Regions from separate parts of the Anser cygnoides genome. Here region 2 is linked to region 1. A link is a contact called in public Hi-C data. All regions are on one chromosome and are shown on one strand. The core of a region is the stretch at or near the end of the contact, and the rest is flanking DNA. Distances in the headings are between cores, read along the strand shown. Region 1 has its middle 18 kb from the start of FZD4. Region 2 overlaps RAB30 (RAB30, member RAS oncogene family).

Region 1 (7,295 bases), core at 698-3,197:
CACCACCACCACACCAGGTGGGACTCCTGCCGAAGTCAGGTCTTCAGGTCTGACAGGGGGAGAGACCTCCCAGCTATGACTTGGAAATTAAATTTCCTGGTGGTGAACACCAAAATTCTTTCCTATCCTCAAGTCAATCTTCTTTCCACCCTGTTGACGGGGAGTGTGCTCGCCAAATCAAAGTTCAATAGGTATAAAATCAAGAGGAGCTGCTCGCTTCTGAGCAGCAGCTTTCTCTTGGTGGCCACAGGCTGGCACAGTCCCACCTGTACCCTCCACTGTGCCCTTGGAGCAAGCTGAGGAAAATCACCTGTTGCTGGCAGAAACCATGCAGAAAGAAACGTTCAGTTATATGGACTGTGCAGAAAGCTGGTGTCTCAGAAGTCATTGGAGAGGAGATCTCTTCTCTGCATTAGCACTACTCTCTGTTGAAAAAACTGAAGAGGTTGTCCCTCAGGAGTGAAAGGACAGCATTATCCCAAGGCACAAATCTGGCCATTCATAAGGAGGAAAGAATTTGTCAAAGCAAAGTATGAATGCCTGGAATTTCACCTGATTTCAGCTTATGCTCATGGTTTCAGGGCATGTGAGTGGAGTCTGCAAGCAGAGAGCAGCTACTCTGAGATGTCACCCTGTCTGCCTCTTCGTTTTCTCCATTCTGTTTGATGGCATTCAGCTCCAGACACCCTTTGGGACCTTGTTCTCTTGCCACTTTGAAGTGACAAATACAACACACTAATTAGAAGTAAAAATATATTAATGTAAGTTCTAGTATGCAAAGTATACTTTTCAAGTCTTAAAAGTGATCACAAAAATCTTCAAGGGAAGGTTTTATTCCTCCATACACAGCTAAAAGAAAATGGTATTTGAAGAACAGGAATTTCTGGCATCTCTTGATCCAGGGCAGATATGGTGCTAAGGAATGGTTTCCTCCTAGTGCAAGTCTAAGGACTGAACCCGTTGGAGACCAGTGCTGCTAACACACTGCCCAGGCCCACCAAAGGTCACCTCGTCAGACAAAGCACAACGCATGCTCAACTCTAAAACCAGAATACACTGGGACCAATGATAGCTGACAACTGTTTGTCTACTGTTCCATTGCAGTGGCATAAATGCAGACTTTGTCTAGCTCCAGGCAAATAAAGCAGCTTTGTTAAGGGGTCTGTCATGTCAACTGCACGTGGTGTATTTCAGCAAGCTGCTCACAACCAGCTTACTTTATTTGCATTTTGCTCTCAGTGGTGCAGTGGTGTGAATTATGCCTCAGTGCTGCTCTCTCACACCTTCTGAGGAGCTTCTCCAGCTCCTTCCCCCCAGATGGAGACCTACAGGGCTGCAGGGAGGTTTGGGCTGATCCCAAGACACTGCTTCTTTCTTTTGCTTGCCTTTTCAGTGTGCCTCTTTGACAGTTTGTAGCCCAGTCCAGGCAAGCTGCTTTTCCTTCCTCTTGTCCTCGTGCTCTGTTCGGATTGTATTTCTTGCTCATTCATTTTTTTCAGCTGTTCCTTTACACAGTTTCTGGGCCTCTGGGGAGACAGTTCTGATGCACCTCCTTAGCAGGGTCTCTTACATGGAGAGCTGAACGGAGGTGCTTTACAGATTGTTAAGACTGTGACAGTCTGGGACATGAAGACTTCCACAAACCATCACAACTGGGACTTCCAAAGCCATCAGTCACTTCTGAAGGCGGAAACTTAGGTTTTGCTCTTTGATGTCGAGGATCTGCTGGGGCTGCTCATCTCCAGCTAAGGCATGACTCTCAACTTTTATACTGCTCCCAGTTTTGCCACCCTCCTCCTTTCTATGCCTACTCAGGCTTTGTAAATGTTTCACCACATTAACTCAAATTCTGCCACATATTTACAAAGGTTTGTGACCTTCAGCTGTAGTCAATCATTCCCTATGGTCTAATTTGTCCTTTTCCCCCTGCAGCTCCTTCATCACACTGCCATTGCCTGCAAATGATTTACCTAGGGCTCACAGAGCACTGACTGTATCCTGCACAGCTCACTTGCAGTCCTGCTCTGTTTTGGACTCCCCAGATTTTCTGGTGTCTCATTCAGATCTCCTTGTCCTCTGTTACATCAGCACTTGCTCCTCATCTTCAGTACGGCAGGTTCTTGGCTGAATTAGGAAGGCTCTGGACATGAACTATGCTGCACGGAAGTGGAAAGTGGGTGGTAGATCATGTGGATGGAGGAGCGTAGACTACCGGTGTTGATTTCTTGGGATGTACATCCTTTCTCTAAACACTGCTCTCACAGCCACCATCACTGGGACATGGGCAGGCTCTCCACAACACCTGCACCTAAAGCTGGTGCTTAGACCCCAGTCTGGACACCTGTGAACTAAAAGTTAGATGCTACACCTTTCAGCACTGCTGCATCTCAGTCTCTTCTTATTTTTTTCCTAGTTTTTGAATGCTTGGATGAGGTTAGCGGCAGGAATTTCTACTACTGCCCCCTCCAGAGAAGTTTTGAATATAAAAAAATTGTGTTTTAGAATGCTAAGCAAGACCAGCAGCCCATCTTGTTGCTGGTAAAATGAATATAATAGAGGTAAGCCTCTAGAAAACAAACCATCCACCAGGATAAACAAACGAACTGTTTGCCTGATGCAAACCTAGCAAACACTGATGCATTTATTGACCATATCTGCTAAACCTTGGATTTAGTTGCGTCAGAAGGGCTAGCACAGCAGTCATTGCCAAGCAAAGCAGCAGGTGGACCGCAGGGACCTGAGGCACCCTAACACAGGAGCTAGGAGCCAGGCAGGATGCCCCAAGGAAGCCTGCTTGCTTAGACAGTCTGAGCACAAAATTTTTGCCCTTTTAGCGGTGAGATGAAGGCCATGGGGCCTTGCGTGCACAAAGACAAGAGTGGCTTTCAACACGTGGCTAAGGTGGGGAGATGGAATCCCTCAGAAGGAAATCCCACAGGAAGCTGAGCAGAGCAAAATCTTCCATAAATACATGGAGATACTTTGGAAATATCTTCCGATGCTCCCACAGAAACCCTGTGCCCTTTGCCATGCCTGGCAGGAGCCGAAGGTCGGCTTGGCAGTATCCAAGGGCCGCAGCTCCTTGCTGCCCAGGCCCTCGAGTGTGTGGCCGCTAGGTGTCACGGCTGGCCCACAGAAGCCATTTTGTCCCAGCGCTCTGAGATCGTCCCTCTCTTGTCAGCATGCAGAAATCACACAGTCCTGACAAAACCAGACGAGGGAGGTGTAAACTATGCCCGGCTGTACCCGGCCTCCGAGGGGGGTGCCACCAGGCCCATGGGCTGTCCTGGCAGCGCACCAGGAGCCGGCAATTGGAGGTGTAGTTCGGCCCGCAGAAGTGGATTCATAAGACAAAATCTGTCAGAAAACTGTGTTTTTATATTCCGCAGGTGTCTCCATTTACAATCTCTGCACATCCTCCAGGAAAATTTAGTGTTGCCTTAGCTCAAGCAACCAGAGTTGTACCCCATATTTCAGTTTAAATTTCATGTGTGCCTTCTACAATGGTGTATAAATATTCTTAATACAGAATATCAAATGCTTTCCCTTTCTGTGTAGACTTTGTCAGAATTAATTTCCCCAGTCCCTTTTTTTAGTTCCACTTTGTAACTAAGTGAAAAGTGTCAAATACTTTCTGTAAATCCCAGTACCCCCCCCCCCCCCCCCAAACATAAATGAGGTGTTGTACAGAGAATGGACTTTCTTCCCAGTCCTTAAACGTGTTATGCTATGAGGTTTATTCAGTCCTTTTTATGATGGTTTTCATCACTAATTGTTCAAACAGGCTTATGCTGGAGACTTTATTCATCCAGACTCTGTCTGTGAGGAGGAGCCCGCTCAATCCTTTACTCTGTGTCTGAAGCAGTCGATGCCGTGCTGTCAAGCCCCCCACATGCCTCCTGCTCTCTCCAGCATCATTCACTTGCCTGCCTCCAGCCCAAAATTTCCAAATTTCCTTTTCCATCACTGGAGCCAGGATTATCAGTCATTCCCCATTATGATCTACATCATTATTAAAGCTTTTGGGCATCCGTTTTCAAGCTGGCATGTGGGAGATGCACAACACATCCCAGTAATGTAAATTAATAGTAATTGAGCTATGCGACAGATTCCCTGTAACTTGCTTTGCAAAGATGCTCCTGCGGTGTATGTCAAGGGTTGTTAACACATCAGCTGCAGCACAGCCAACACTGTGAAAAAGATTTAGGAGGGACTAATCCTCGGGTGGCAGAGCTTGCTGGCCTTTGGCAAAGTTACATTATGGGTGAATTTAACTTCCATTGTCTATCATCAGGCAGAATTAGCACCCAGGAATAATGATTGCAATAGAAAATGAGCATTACATAGGCAGTGCTTGACAGGCCTGAATATCACTCATCCTTATCCTCCTGTTGTTTCAGAAGAAGTTCCTGAGCCCATTCAGTTATCACACACATGTTCAGAAAACTGAAGTCAGTCAGCACAGGGAGCACACAGCAGGGAGCCTCCCAGCATAAGCCTTTGGGCATCCTAATAGCTATTCTAACTGCATACATCATTTCTGATGACAACTTCATGAAATGAAACATTTTCATTTTCCCTCCAAGCGTCACTAATTGGACTAGCTGTTATGGTTCACCATGATTAGGCATTCAAGAACAGGAGCTGTGGAATAAAACAGAGAGGAGACTGTCATTTCACGATGCAAGTACAGACTACATTCAGCTTCCATAATTTGTGCCTTCATTAATGGCATTTTGCCAGGAGTTACGGTAGACAGAGAAAGCACTGAACACACTCTTCTGTTAAAGAGTGACCGTTGGCCAATTGTTCAATCTCTCTGCACCTCTGAGCATCACTCCACCACATCTTATAAGACAGTCTGTCTTTTCATTTCTGTTTGTGCAGTACCTGGTACAGTAGGACAATCTCAGATCAACATCAGTGATCTGAGAGAGAATATAGCAAGCTCCTCTGATTCAGAAGCACCAGTGGATGTTTGTTCCATGTAGGTGCCAGGATCCCAGGGCAGTATCTTTGTGTGAAATCAAGAGAGTGAGCAAATGTATTTGGATGACTTCACATGGCAAACACAAGGAAGTCAGCATTAAAGAGATGTGAGAAATGAACAGAACTTGCCGCATTTCACTTTGGGAATAATTTGCCAGGCGCCTACAATTAAATCTTGCAGACAGGAAGCCCTCTGCAAAGGGTTCCTTTCTAGACGGAGTGCTTGACAGTTAAAATGGAAGTCTGCTGAACTTTGCTACATAAATATACCTGTTTCTTTTTACATATGAATCATAATAGTCAATTTTACTCATTTATGTTAGATGAAGCTTTAAGAAAAGATTTGAAAAACAGACTTGTGGCCACTGATGATGTTAAACACACCTGTCTACAGGAAAACTCAGAAAGATGTTTGGGAAGGAATGATTTTTACATGTGGACTGTGTTTGCTCCTTTTATGACAATATAACTTAAACAGCATAACCTTACATCCCCAGAAATGAATCACAAAATTTAGAAGGCAGCAGATCCTAACACTAAGCAAACACAATGGAAAGTACAGCGTATAAGTAATGTTCTCACACTCCACAGGGTATTGTACATGTGTGTGGGCAGCCAGTCCTCTCATGGATTTTTATCATTTTCAGTCTTGAGTCCCTGTGCTATTTGCAGACTGCAAAAATGTGTCAAGATTCAGTGCCAAATATCACTAAGGACGAGGAGGGCCACTTGTTTGAAGGTGCAGGACCCCTCTGATTCAACACAGAAAATACAATCACATAACAGCTTATATTCTTCCTGGAAATCAGATGTATGTTTCTGTTGCTAACATTTAGCTTGTTTAACAGATGGTTTAGAAAATTGGATTCCATTTCCCAAGCTGAGGACATAAAGTGAGAAAAACAAAGATTTCTTTAGTCAGTAGCCAAGGACAGAACTCAAACTTGTCAACAATTACCCAGTGGCTTTTAATCTGAGGACTGGACGAAGCTGCTTGTATGAACACTTGTGTGTGTTTGTGTGACCAAATTCAGAAAACCTTTCAAAAATTTTGCTAACAAAATTTTTCTTCACAAGAGAGAAGACCCATTTAATGAAATAGCCGAGGTCAGAGATGAGGGACAGGGCTGGGTGACAGAGAAGAAAGGCAGGAGCAGAGGTTTTAAACCACTTTCCAACACTAATGGGTAGGCTTTTCATTTCCCAAAGGTCTCAGGTGCCCCATGGCAACCATGACCACAGATGAGGCTGGACAGAAGCCTTCCTTCCAGGCAGTTCTGGCAGTGGTGCTAGACAGCTGGCTGCAGTAGAAATGTGAAATCAGAACTTTCGACAGAATTTGTAGCTCTCTTCCATTATAAGTATGGGTTTTTATTAGTTTTGTTGTATTTCCAGCTTACTGTTGGATTTTCCACAATGCTCACACAAAAGTTGCAAGGACTGTCAAACTCAGTTCGAGATGCATTGTACTCAGGGCAAGTCCCCCTAATGGCAGCCTTTAGAAATTCATTGCAGTACAGCAGCACGTGGAGTGCTCACTGTAACAGGTGTTTCAGCTTTCAGAAGAAACCAATACTGTTGGAAGAAAGCTGTTAACATGGAAGAGAATGGGACAAAAATTTATCCTGGTTTTGGCTAGACAGAGTTAATTTTCCTGCTAGTAGCTGGTATGGTGCTGTGTTTTGGATTTAGGATGAGAATGATGTTGATAACACACTGATGTTTTAATTGTTGCAGAGCAGTGTTTACACCAGGCCAAGGACTTTTCGGCTTCTCGCTCTGTCCTGCCAGCGAGCAGGCTGGGGGTGCAGCAGGAGCTGGGAGGGGACAGACCCAGGACAGCTGACCCAAACTGGCCAAAGGGGTATTCCATACCATCTGACGTCCTGCTAAACAATATATAGGGGTGGCTGGCCGGGGTGGGGGGCCGGCTGCTTGGGGATAGGCTGGGCATCGGTCAGCGGGTGGTGAGCAATTGCATTGTGCATCACTTGTTTTGTACACATTATTATTAGCAGTACTATTATCATTATTATGATTTTTTTTCTTTCTTTCCTGTCCTAATAAACTGTCTTTATCTCAACCCACAAGCTTTTACTTTTTTCTGATTCTCTCTCCATCCCACTGTGGGGGAGGGTGAGCGAACGGCTGTGTGGTGCTTAGCTGCCGGCCGGGTTAAACCACAACAAATTTCACAGAGTTTCACCAGAGGTTTATATGCCTGTGTACTTATTCTGGAAAGAGGGAAAAAGTTCAGAGAGAACATTTGTATCCAGAGATGTCATTCTCTGTTAAAACAACTTTGG
Region 2 (6,360 bases), core at 3,687-6,186, 400 kb after region 1:
GACAGTGGTCCCCTGACCACTGCTGAACATACCCATGTCTCTGACACTCCTTGAGGCTACAGGAACTGAAAACCCATGAGTGGAACTGGTAGGGAGAGATGACGATGCCATGCTCTGCAATGTGCTCCCTGCTCTGGTTGTCACCTGGCCCCACAGAGCTGGAACCGCGGCTCCGCGGACTCACCAGCCTCTGCACCTCAGAAGGGACTAAAATGTTGTGGGGATAAAGAAACAAGAAGTTATTTCTGTTTTGCTTTTCTAAAACAAAGGTGTTGAAGCATTCTCTAAGACATGAAAGATTTTTGACTTCAGATGAAGGCTGTTCGTGTTTCCTGAGCACGCATTATCTGGTGATCTTCAGGGAGAGGTTGCAGGCAGGGGTTGGCACACCTTGTGGCTGACCAAGACAGGCTTGCTCTTTTGAAGTCTCCCACTTCACCTTTGGCTCCACGAGCCAAAACAGCTGAGGCAAAACCATCGTCCTAGAGTCTGCTCTTGTCAAGCCTAGAGGTGGAAATTCTTCCTTAAGCAAAGGAGTTGAGAGAAAATTGCCAGGGATTTCTTCACTAACTGAAAACCTCATTCGTACTTGTGTTTTGTGCAGGGACTACAAAGACTCGCCAGTAAAAAGCTGGTGAGGGACAGGCAGGGTAGGAGTTTCATCCATTTGAAGGAGAACCCGATCACTCTAAAGCCATTAGCATCTCCCAGATGGTTTTTAAACCTCTGCCTCATGTTTTTGCTGCTTATTTGTTCCTCAAAGAGATTGAGCATGGCATGGTCAAAGCCAGTCAGAGATGAGGAACCCCCTGTGCCCGTCCAAGGTAATGGGTGAAAAATCACTGCAAAAAGAAGATAAATGGTTCAGATGGTAGAGAGGGCAATGGTGAACACTGTGAAGTAAACTGAAGTGGATCAGGGAGAACTAATAGGTGAATGGAACAAATGCAGGGAGAGGACATCATGTTGGGGAATAAGCTAAACTATGCGTGAAAATCGTATTCTGTAAAGCATGTCTTCACTGCAGATAAGCTCCTTGCCTTGTGGCACATGGTGATCAGAAGCAGACGGGGGTGTATCTCCCTCCTCCATCAGCTGTGCTTTCACATTTAGAGGCAGTGAAGAGCCCATAGCAAGGTAAAGCAGAGGGCCAGGTCCTGCTGACCACACTTACAGGAGAGTTTCTATAACTGAGGCTCTGGGTGAAGGGGGAAGGACTGCTGGATCCCGCCAGTGCTCACTGCACAGGGTAGGCAGCCCATGGCTTCTGCACGTCCTTTTCTGTGTGTCTCCCTGTGAGCTTGCTTGTGGGAGCTTGCAGAGGGGGAAGAAGGGGTGAAAGCACCCATCCCTTCTGTGTGCTTTCGTTACGGATAGATCTCAACAGCCTTCTGGTTGAATTAGGATTAAATATTGAAAAATATTTACCAGGAGCATCGTCTTGCCCAGTACAATCAGCTGAGGCTGGAATGTGTCCTGCCATTCCCAGGCTGCAGAGCCGTGGGCGGACCACCTCGCCTGGTGGTCCCCCAGCTTCGAGTCACCCATCTTGGCCACTTGTTCCTGCCCCACAAAATCCACGTGAGGGGCTGAGACCTGAAACAGAGCAGAGCAGTGACCCCGGTTAAATAAAACCCTGCCAAACTCCTTCATTTTGAGATCCGTGCCTGACCTGCGAGTGGTGGGAGCAGCACATGGCAGGCACAAGCAGCTGGGGCTTGGCTGGGGTGCGAAATGTACAAACTGCCCCCGGGAAAAACAGCCGTGAAACTTGGTTTTCTGTCCTGCCGCAAGCTAGGGCATGTCTCTGTGCCATAGCTGGCCCAGTTTCTGATGAGAGTGGTGGTTTAAACAAATGTTTTGGTGGTGAAGGGTTGCTGAGGCATGGGTGGGCATCCTGTTCCTTGCCCTTGCTGCAGGGTTTTGTCTGTGCCAAAGGGTGGGACAGGCAGCTGCGGCCCCAGCGCCCTAAAGCAATGTCCTGATGCAAGGCAGAGCCCTGTGCCTAGAAGCACAAAAAAACAGAGAAGAAAAAAGGGAGAAAAAATAAAAGGAAGAAAAGAATATCCTTTTTTAAAAAAAAAAGAAGTGATGTATGATGTATTGCCGAGACCCGCGTTCCCGGCAGGAGAGCGGAGAGCGGGCAGAGGTTGAGACACATCTTCCCCGGGGAGCGGGAGGGCTGCGGGAGGCTGAGTCAGCAGGAAAGGTCACTTGGCCAAAAGGCTGAGTTGCGAAGGAGGCGATTTCGTAACGGTAACTGATGCAATGCCTTTCTGTTCGGCGCTGCCTGCCTGGTGCCTGCGGGTGTGGGCACACACGAGGGAGGAACAGCAGTTTTTGTGGATGGGGGTGATAGGGCAGCGATGGTCAGCTTCAGCTGCCCGCTCCCCCCCAAAATTACCCCTCCTTTACTTTCCCCCATCCCCTCCCGTGTCCCCACTTCCACCGTACCCTTTTTATGTCGCTTTAGCTCTGGCATTTAATCTCATCGTTGCACCGTGTGCTTTATGTCCCTGGCTTCTCTTTCAGTGCCAGTTTGGGGTCATTATCACATATGATTAGTCTTGGAGCCTAATGAAGGGGATCAGACATAACTCTAGGGTATGTCTGAGCCATTTAGTGTTTCTGAGCTCAGAGATCTTCAGAGGAAGTTTATTTTTAAGCTTCCCGAGAAGATAAATTTGAATGTTGGATTGTTTAGGGTACAAGTAATATAAATGAAATTGCTCCAGGGAAGCAATGCCCTCCGGGATTTGAAGAATCCCAGGGATAATTATCTAGTGCTGAGCAAGTCTCGTTAGTCTTGAAATAGCTTTTAGTAGATGATCACATTTTTCTTCATGTTGGCTTGTCTGAAAGCTTGAAGCCGTGCATTGACATTTAGCCTTGATTATGAGTACCATCAGCATGTTCTTAAGACTGTCTTTATCGTCCAGGGAAAGCCAGGCATGGAAGTACAAAGCTATTACACAGCATAACAGTCCCAGAAAACATTTTTAAGCATTTTTAAAGCCTGCTCTTTTAAGGTCCTGCGAGGTTGGAGCATCCTCAGGGCTGCTCCAGCTGCTGCTGTGTGGTGGCAGCGTGCAGGTGACCGTAGCTCCAGCTCAGCGGTGAGGCGTCCCTGTAGTGACTCAGCTGCGTCCCTCCTGACCTCCTGCTAACGTGGTGCAGGTCATTAGTCACTGATTGGTGAGGTTAGCCTTTTTTAAGGCTCCTGGAGAGGTCAGGGGTCACATAGACGCCAAGCAGCTGCATCAGTGTTACGCCTCTGTTGCCTTCAGGTCCATCAGGCGGTGCTTGGAGAGCTGTTTTGGTGTGCTCTGTTGGGTTGACCCAACTCTGTGAGCAATCTGGGACTTGACTGAGGATGGCAATTCCCTAATACTTTTTTTCCCCCTGTTTTTGCCTTTTCCTTACCACCCTCCATCTTCTGTGCTTCCCAGCTTTGGCTCTGTCTCCTCATCCATAATCTGTATGTGCAGGTAGGTTAGGTACCGTACTCAGATATCCCAACTGATGGCTTGTGGATCTGTCTCTTTACTCTCCTATGCCATTACTCCAGACCAGTCCTGAGGACAGGTCTTTGACACCAGCTATAATATCTGTATTTTCTTTGACGCAGCTGGGACACTGCCCTTCTGCTCCCCTGTCATATAATCAGAATTGTGGAATCATCTCAGTTGCAAACGACCTTCAAGATCATCAAGTCCAACCGTCCACCTGACCTACCGAGTCCCATCACAAAACCACATACATCCCTTAGTACCATGGGCTTTTCTGGCTGCCCCAAATCTCCAACCGAATCTCTTCTGCCTGTCTCAATGGTTACAACCCCCTCCTCTGGCCACAGTGCCTGCAGCACCCTTGGGTGCTCTGGAGGCGGAGGTGCATCCCTCGCTCCTTGCCCAGCTGCAGCAAGCTGCATGGGTCTGCTTGGTCCTTCCCGTGCTTTATGGGACTGAAGGAAGCCTGGTGGGTCTTCCTCCGTATAGGCAATGCTGCCTGTGTCCTGACACATTGCCAAAAAGCCAGTCTGTGCATCCTGGCAAGGGGGTTGCACAGGGATGTGTGTGAGCTGGGTTCCCCTGAGCCTCCTCTGTTTTCTCTTCCTGTTTGATACTTTTATACCAAGCTATATAAAAAAAAATCATCATCATAATTGCAATATTATTAGTAGTATGTATTATTTCTTCTTCTTTTTTAAGTCCTCTGTTAATATACTTCAGCCAAACTGTTACCCCCCACTCCCTACTAATATTGTAGCAAATGAACTTTTCTTTACAGCCGACACCGCTGCTTTTATTTTTAACCAGTTGCCCTGTTTGTTCTGCCCCTGTGCCCTCCCCAGTCCCTGCTCTGCTGAAAAGCAGCATCGATGACTCGCGGGACGGCACGAAAGCCAAAAACTGGCCGCGGCCGTGCAGCGGCTGACGTTGCTGGCCCAGGTGGACTCTGCCTGCGTGTTGCCACTGGGGCGGGGTGGGAAGGGCTCTTGTCCCTTATCTGGGGAGCCACACGCATGCTAGGGAGACCTTTGTGCTGATAGTTGGAGGAATAAAGTTCAATGGGAATGAAAGGGCATTTCCCCAGCGGGAGGGAGTCAAAAATCAGAGCCAACCTGCGGCAGAGTTGGACGTTCAGCGTGGGGGACGCAGCTTTGGCCACCGCCTTGGTTCACACTGTCTCACGTCCTCTCTCTCTTGCAGCTGCGTAAATGAGTATGGAAGATTATGATTTCCTCTTCAAAATTGTTTTAATCGGCAACGCCGGTGTGGGGAAGACCTGCTTGGTCCGACGCTTCACGCAGGTAAGGTCGGGCACCTGCCAGATGTGGGGCATCGCGTGGGAGCATGGAGCTCTCCACCAGCACCCCCACTCCACAGGCTTTTATTATCCATGCTTGCAGCGTCCATATCACCTGTGGTGATGTACCAGCATGAGCACTGCATCAGTAACTAGTGCAGTGTGTGCCTTTGCTGGGGTTCTGGTTTATAAGGACCTCCTGTTGCATTTCCTATGGACCTTCTCATCCCATCCCTCCAGGGTGGACCAGCCTGCTGCTGTACTAAGCTCCCTCTCATGTTGTCCATTAGTAGATGATTAAATAATCTGGGTCCTGGGCTGTCAGCCCAGGGTCTTCTGTTAAACATCAGACCAGGGATTGCACCTGAAGAGTTACCAGGGGCATTTAATAATGGTTTGAAGCAGTGGAGTGTGATTCTGGCAGCAAAAGGAGATGTTGCATTGCCTGGGAAAAATCTGTGCTCCCTGCATTTGTGGCTTTACGTACACCGGCTCCTGAAAAGCTTGCGGTAACAGTGGGGGCCAGCTGAGCCCCTGTCTGCCTGATTAGGGAAAATGAATCAAATGCAAAGGTTTGAGGACTGTTTTCCCTTCTTCTGTGTAACAGAACAGCAGGAAGAGGACTAGGCGTCTGTGATTTGGGCTCAGAGAAGAGTTTGCATGGTGTACTCTAAAATGCAAGTTATGTTTCTTTTGTTGCTGTTGTTGCAGTCCCTACTGGGAATCGTCAGTTTAAGTTTTAAAACTGTAGTGATGTTAAACATGCTCTCTGCCTGTACCAGCTGCTGGCAATGAAGCTGGTTAGTCCCAAAGGGTTAACCACGACGTCTGCAGCCGCCACTGCTGCCTGCACTTTGGCAGCGCTGCTGCTGCTATAGGGGATTGATGTGCCCCAAAAACAACACGGCTTTGCAGGCTGGGACACCAGAAATCAGAAAGCTCTGCTTGTTTTCGTTCAGTTGGCTGTTGCTCCTTTCTCGAAATCGAGCACTGCTAGTCACGGGCTGTGCTCTGGGAGCAGGATCTGGCCACTCAGGAGCTGCTGGGGGTGCCCTGGGGATCCCTTTCCTCACTGTGGCAGGACCTTTCCTCATCTCTTTCAAGGCGATGGAGAATTGGGTCAGAGGAACCCAGCCTGCCCTTCCCCTGCCTTTTCTGAGTGCACAGAAGCAGGAGAGTTTCTCCCCTCTCCTTTTTCCCTTTATACATCCTCCTTTTCTCCTCCTGTTTGTTTTCCCACCTTTCAAGTCAGCTGCTTGCAACAGCATTAGGGGTTGAATTACAGTTACCTTTGCACTGGAGAAATGTGGTCTTTTGTTTAGCTCCCCATAACAAGGAGGTGGCAGTGGATTTTGTGCCTTCTTCTGATGGATGCTGTGGAGATGGATCAGTGTGCAGAGCCTGCCCTGGGGTCTGTCCCCCCTGCTTTGAGCGGTGGAGGAAGCAGGCACATCTTTCAGTGTAATTCCTTTCAGTATTCTTCTAAGTGTCCAGATTAATTGAGCAAGGGCGGAGTAGGGATGGGAAAGAGTAAGGATGGGCACTCAGAAG

Evidence for each region. A called contact is a pair of places that touch in the nucleus more often than the background predicts.
Region 2: a contact with region 1 is called in a Hi-C map of liver, with 2.6 times the contacts expected there. The contact joins two enhancer-like sites. A contact is called at or near these places in 2 of 7 Hi-C or Micro-C datasets (both in liver).

The regions. Positions count from the first base shown.
Region 1 is chr1:203,976,979-203,984,273 of Taihu_goose_T2T_genome, forward strand. No RefSeq gene overlaps it. Among named protein-coding and RNA genes, the nearest start is that of FZD4, 18 kb to the left of the region's middle. Within about 2 kb of position 1,948, at least 3 of the 3 cell types and tissues checked have open chromatin away from gene starts, as enhancers often do. A contact at or near this core is called in liver, where this site is marked.
Region 2 is chr1:204,376,040-204,382,399 of Taihu_goose_T2T_genome, forward strand. It overlaps RAB30 (RAB30, member RAS oncogene family), which reads left to right. Exons shown (of 5, transcript XM_066989931.1): 2 at 4,713-4,813. The coding sequence starts at 4,721. Among named protein-coding and RNA genes, the nearest start is that of DDIAS, 30 kb to the right of the region's middle. Within about 2 kb of position 4,937, at least 1 of the 3 cell types and tissues checked has open chromatin away from gene starts, as enhancers often do. A contact at or near this core is called in liver, where this site is marked.